Regions from separate parts of the Mus musculus genome. Here region 1 is linked to region 2. A link is a contact called in public promoter capture Hi-C data. All regions are on one chromosome and are shown on one strand. Each heading gives the region's core, a stretch centred on a gene start, on an enhancer-like site or on the middle of the called end of the contact. The rest is flanking DNA. Distances are from core to core; before and after follow the strand shown.

Region 1 (2,759 bases), core at 240-2,739, 510 kb before region 2:
GCTAGAATCCACACACAGCCAGACGCAGTAGCAGGCATCTGTACTCCAAGCAAGATGGGAAGTAGAGATGGGCTATCTTCAGTTTCTGAGCCAGCTACCCCAGCATATGCAATGGCAAACAATAAGAAACCCTGCCTCACACAAGGTGGAAGGCAAGGGCCAACACCAAAGGTTGTCTTCTGTTTGTAATAGAAAGTGGGATATGGAACAGGTACACATATTGAAAAAAAACATTTTGAGACAGAGTCAAGCTTTAGTCCAGGCTGGCCTCAAATTCCATATTTTCCTGTCTCGGGCTCTCTCAATACTGGGATTATATCACACAAGCTTGACCTCCTCTTGCAACATCATCTCTAGCCAAGATGGTGAGAGAGTTACTATGTAGCCCTGGCTGGCTTCAAACTCATCTCAATTCTCTTGCTTCTGTAATGATTCTCCATGCAGCACCAACACCCTTCAGACACCACACTTCAGACCACTATTCCACATCAAACTGCCTGAGTGATTATGACAAACACAGATGTGTGTGTGCGCGCTCGTGCATGTGTGTGCAAGTGTGTGTGTGTGTGTGTGTGTGTGTGCGCGCGCCAGTGCACATACATACAAAGGCCAAGAAGTCGCTCAACTGCCTCCCCTCTGTAACGTTTCAAACAGCTTCTCTCACTGAACCTTAAGCTTATCATTGGGGCTAGGATAGCTGCACAGCAAGTTACTGGAATTGGTCTTATCTTGGGTTTTGAGAGGTGGGGTTACAGGCACAACTGGAAATTTGAACTCATGTCCTCACACTTTCACAGTTCTTTCCCACTGAACCATCTCCCCTTAATCATATTTTAAGAAAGTGCCTAGGGAGACCCATACAATAATTTTGTTTGTTTGTTTTCTCCTTATTTGGGGCCCATGTAACACTCAAAGCAGCTTTTGTTTGAAAATGATGACCCACCCTGCTTCAATGTTTTTGGAAGGAAAACGACTGAGCTTTCTCCCTAAACTTAAGAGCAGGAGGACCTCATCGCTATTTCCCAACTTTGCAGCCACATCTTGGGCTCACAGCCGGACCAACCTGGGAATCAAGGCAGAGAGTCACTCTGTACACCTGGCACTTTTGGCCTCGCCCCATTTCCCACAACTTCCAATCCCAAGCGTAGTTATTGTGACTGACAAACGATCAGAGCACTTCTAATTGGTTGCGAAGGGCTTCAGCTCCTCCTCCTCAATGGCCCCACCTCCCTTTCATTCTGAAAGAAAGAAGTTTGCTCAGCAGTCCAATAAGAAGCTCCCTCATCGAAAAGATCCCGCCTTTTTCGGCACCGGCTCCGCCCCAAGGACCACAGGAGTGCCCGCCTCCTCCAAGGCACGCTTGTCCAGTAAAAAAGCGCGCTGCCCAAGATAGAAGACTTCCCAACCAATAAAAGAGTTTCTGCGCGGCGCCGCCCCGCCCTCCGCGCCTTCCCCTCCGCCCCTCAGCCGGCCCGGCGAGTGAGGGCCTCGGGGCGGCGGCGGCGGACGCAGCCTGAGGGAGCGGCGGGCGGGGCGGCGCCTGGCCCGGCAGGGCCGCGCCGGCTGAGGGGCGTCCATGGCGCGCGGGCCCCAGCGGGGCGCGGCCGCGGCCTGAGGGCGGCCATGTCCGGGGTGGTGCGGACCCTTAGCCGCTGCTTGCTGCCGGCCGAGGCCGGAGCCCGCGAGCGCAGGGCGGGCGCGGCGCGCGACGCGGAGCGCGAGGCCCGACGGCGCAGCCGCGACATCGACGCGCTGCTGGCCCGCGAGCGGCGCGCGGTGCGGCGGCTGGTCAAGATCCTGCTGCTGGGCGCCGGCGAGAGCGGCAAGTCCACCTTCCTCAAGCAGATGCGCATCATCCACGGCCGGGAGTTCGACCAGAAGGCGCTGCTGGAGTTCCGCGACACCATCTTCGACAACATCCTTAAGGTGACGCGCGGCCCCGCCCACACACACCTGGTCCAGGTGGCGCGCGGGCCCCGCCCCCTTTGTTCTCCACGGACCCGCGACCCTGCCACCCGGCGCCCCTCCCTTCCAATAGGGACCTCAAGCAATGCAGTTGGGGTTACTCCCGTGACCTCCCAGGGGCGCGATAGATTTGCAGAGCCCTGGACGCTTGGGGACCGTGGGAATGCAAGCTGGACCACTCTCAGGGACTTGGGTTACAAATAGGGTGTTAGGGCTGGACACGTGGATTGAGGGTCGCCAACTCTCCCTGTCCCTCCAGCATGCAAAGTTTATAGTGTAGGTTGGAGGACATCAGCCTTCGTTTTTTATTTGTAAATGAGAATTGACCATTTTATTCCCCCCACCACACACACACACACACATTATATCATATACCCCAGACTGGCCTTGAACTCACTCTGTAGCTAAGAATGACCTTGAACTCCTGATCCTTTCTCTCCTCAACTTCTCAAATCCTGGAATTACAGAGGAGGAGGGCGCTGTGTCACCATACTTTGTTCGTGTAGTGCTGGGATTGAATCCAGAACTTCATGCGTGCTAGGGAGGACATTACTAACTAGACTAAGTTGCCAGTGTTTGTATTTTTGAGATAGGGAGTCATGAAGCCCAGGCTGGCCTTGCCATGTAGACAAGGCTGACCTTAAACTCCTTATCCTTCTGACCCGTCTCCCCAGTGGTAGGATTACAGGCATGTGCCACCCATACTTTGTTCTTTAAACCTTTTAGTATGGTGATTTAACATACACACCAAGTTAGGTGAGATGTTAGAAGGAGCTTCGAGACACCCACTACCC
Region 2 (2,700 bases), core at 59-2,558:
AGGCGGGCAGAGGCAGGTGGGTCTCTGTAAGTTTGAGGCTAGCCTTGAGTTCCAGGACAGCCAGGGCTACACAGGGAAACCCTGTCTTAAAAAAACCCCAAACAAGGGGCTAGAGAGATGGCTCAGCCGTTAAGAGTACTGACTGCTCTTCCAAAGGTCCTGAGTTCAAATCCCAGCAACCACATGGTGGCTCACAACCATCCGTAATGAGGTCTGACTCCCTCTTCTGGAGTGTCTGAAGACAGCTATAGTGTACTCAAATGTATTAAATAAATAAATTGTTTATTATTTATTAATATTATTTATTAATATCAATAAATAAAATTATTTAAAAAACCCAAAACAAAAACAACCAAACAACCAAAGCAAACCAAGCCATTGGTGGTGGGCCAGAGAAATGGCTCAGGTTAAGATCACCAGGTTCAGTGCTCAGCACACACATGTTGGCTCACAGACATCTAACTCCCGTTCCAGAGGCTCTGCTGACCTCATCTGGTCTCTATGGACATCATGCATGCACATGAAACACCCATACACAAAATAAAATAATAAAACATAAAAAACCGGCCTGTTGGAAGATTTAAGTAGGCAGTTACACCAAAGAGAAATACCAGCTATATGCTTCTGATGCTGTCCGGGGGATTTTGGTTGGTAGAAACCGGGTTTTAATTTATTCCAAGAGGTTTTTATTCATTAGTCACAACACGTTAGAGCTGACGCAGAGGCAGGAAAGCAACGGGTAGGAAGGAGGCTAAAGACATAGCCCCTAGACAAATTTCATCAGGCTCTGGACCCGCAACGTGAAGGACTTCTTCCCAGGACTTCTCATTCACAAAAGAAAGAAAGTGAAACAAGCTAACCAATCAAAACAGTGCCCAAACAAAACAACCTGTGTATACAAAGTGGCAAGATTCAGAGGCAACGCAACTTTCCAAAACTTTGTTCCCTTTCCGAGCGTGCCCAGCAGTTGTGCGGCAAGCCTTTAATTCCAGGGAGGCAGAGGCAGGCACGGGTGGATCTTTGTGAGTTCGAGGCTACACAGAGAAACATTGTCTCAAAAACAAAAACAAACAAACCTTTCCTCCTGCGCGGTGCTATTCCATACATTACGGCGCACCCCGGGGCAGTGGAAGAGCGCCCTGCGGGACAGGCAGCCGGGCCCAGTTTGGTTCCGGGTCCCCTGGCGGGACTGCGGTTTGTTCTCAGGCTACGCCCGTGGAGCACATATTTAATTCTTTACGGGCCGTTTTCTCAGATCTCGCGAGACCCCGGCGGAAGTCTCGCGATATATAGACACCGGCGGAGAGGAGGGAGATCTGAGCGGCTGCTGCAGCACCGGGCTCCTCAACTGAGGTAAGGGACCCGGTGGCGGGATCTGCGAGCGCCCCAGGCGCCTCGCGCCCTGCCCGACCGTAACGAGGCCACGGGAGGGAGCTGTCTGCTGCCATCGACACGCATGCATTCTGAGTCGGTCCTGTCGCGCGCCTTCCCTTTGCCGGGTCCCCCGTGTCTCCCTCCCGGGGCCGCTCTGGACGGTCTCCCACCCCGGTGTCCCGCTGCAGAGCCTGGGGTGGCGGGCCTGGACCGGGACCGGGACGGGGGCGGGGGCGGAGGGGACAGCGTGGCCCACTGTGGGCTGAAGGGCTCCCGGGGTTGGAGTCGGTTATTTTGTAGGTCCCAGGGATCGAACTCAGGTTGACCAGTCTTGGTGGCAAGCCCCGGTGAGCGCTGAGTCGCATGTCAGGCCCACTGTGTGTGTGTGTGTGTGTGTGTGTGTGTCTGTCTGTCTGTCTGTCTGTCTGTTTGTTTTTGGCAGTACTGTTGATTGACCAAGGAACTTATGCATTCTACCACTGAGCTATGTCCCCAGTCCTTTTAAAAATTAATTAATCGGCTAATTAATTGATTTGTGTGTGTTTGCATATATATACCAGGCTTCCTGTCGAGGTTGGAGGATAACTTAATTCTCTTCTTCTTCCATATGGGTCCTAAAGATGGAACCTTGCTTGTCTTGTCTTGCCCTAAAGTGCCTTTACAGATTGAGTTGTTTTCAGTCCCCATTCTCGCAGAGCAGTACGCTAAGCAGTCACCTACTCTGCTGCCTCCTCAGCCCAATCCTTACTTTTTCTTCTTAATTTTTATTCTGTGATGGGGCTTCCCAAGTTTTCCGGGCTGATCTTGAACTTGCCACCAGCCCTTGAATTTGTCTCAGCCTTCTGAGTACCTGGGATGACAGACCTGTGTCACCAAGTGCTAGGTTCTCAGGCTGTCCCTTGGCTGAAACCAGAAAGAAGGTGTGTGTGTCCCTGTTAACTCAGGAGCCATCCAGAGCAGCTGGTGTCCTGGAAAGTCTGCTGTCTGGAAGTTCAGGGTTCTTGTGGAGAGGGTACAACTTGAGGTGGCGCTTTAGTTACCTGTGTGGTGTCGTGGCTTCTGAAACCGCAGCCCTTCATTCTTGTGTGTTAATGGCAGAGTTCTTGTGTTGGTCCGAAGAGGGAGGACAGAAAGTGTGTCTTGGTGAGCAAAGGCCCACTTCTCCCACTGTGCCTGTTGTCCACCTGGCCACTAGCTTCGCTTTGTCATATGTGTAATTGGGGTGCACACCACGGTTCTTGTAAGTGGGAAATTCAGAAGAAATTTCTGCAAAGTTACCCCCCCCCCCCACACACACCCGTTTTGAGATTGGGTCTAGCTGTATTT

Evidence for each region. Capture Hi-C pulls out chosen DNA fragments and counts their contacts.
Region 1: a promoter capture Hi-C map of adipose tissue shows a contact between it and region 2. The contact joins the promoter of Gna12 here to the promoter of Mad1l1 in region 2. A contact is called at or near these places in 2 of 39 promoter capture datasets (liver and pre-B cells) and 2 of 9 other capture datasets (adipose tissue and liver).

Annotation. Positions count from the first base shown.
Region 1 is chr5:140,829,161-140,831,919 of GRCm38.p6, reverse strand. Gna12 (guanine nucleotide binding protein, alpha 12) reads left to right here and starts at 1,489. Exons shown (of 4, transcript NM_010302.2): 1 at 1,489-1,926. The coding sequence starts at 1,624.
Region 2 is chr5:140,320,160-140,322,859 of GRCm38.p6, reverse strand. Mad1l1 (MAD1 mitotic arrest deficient 1-like 1) reads left to right here and starts at 1,308. Exons shown (of 18, transcript NM_010752.3): 1 at 1,308-1,353. It also overlaps a transcript of Nudt1 not described here.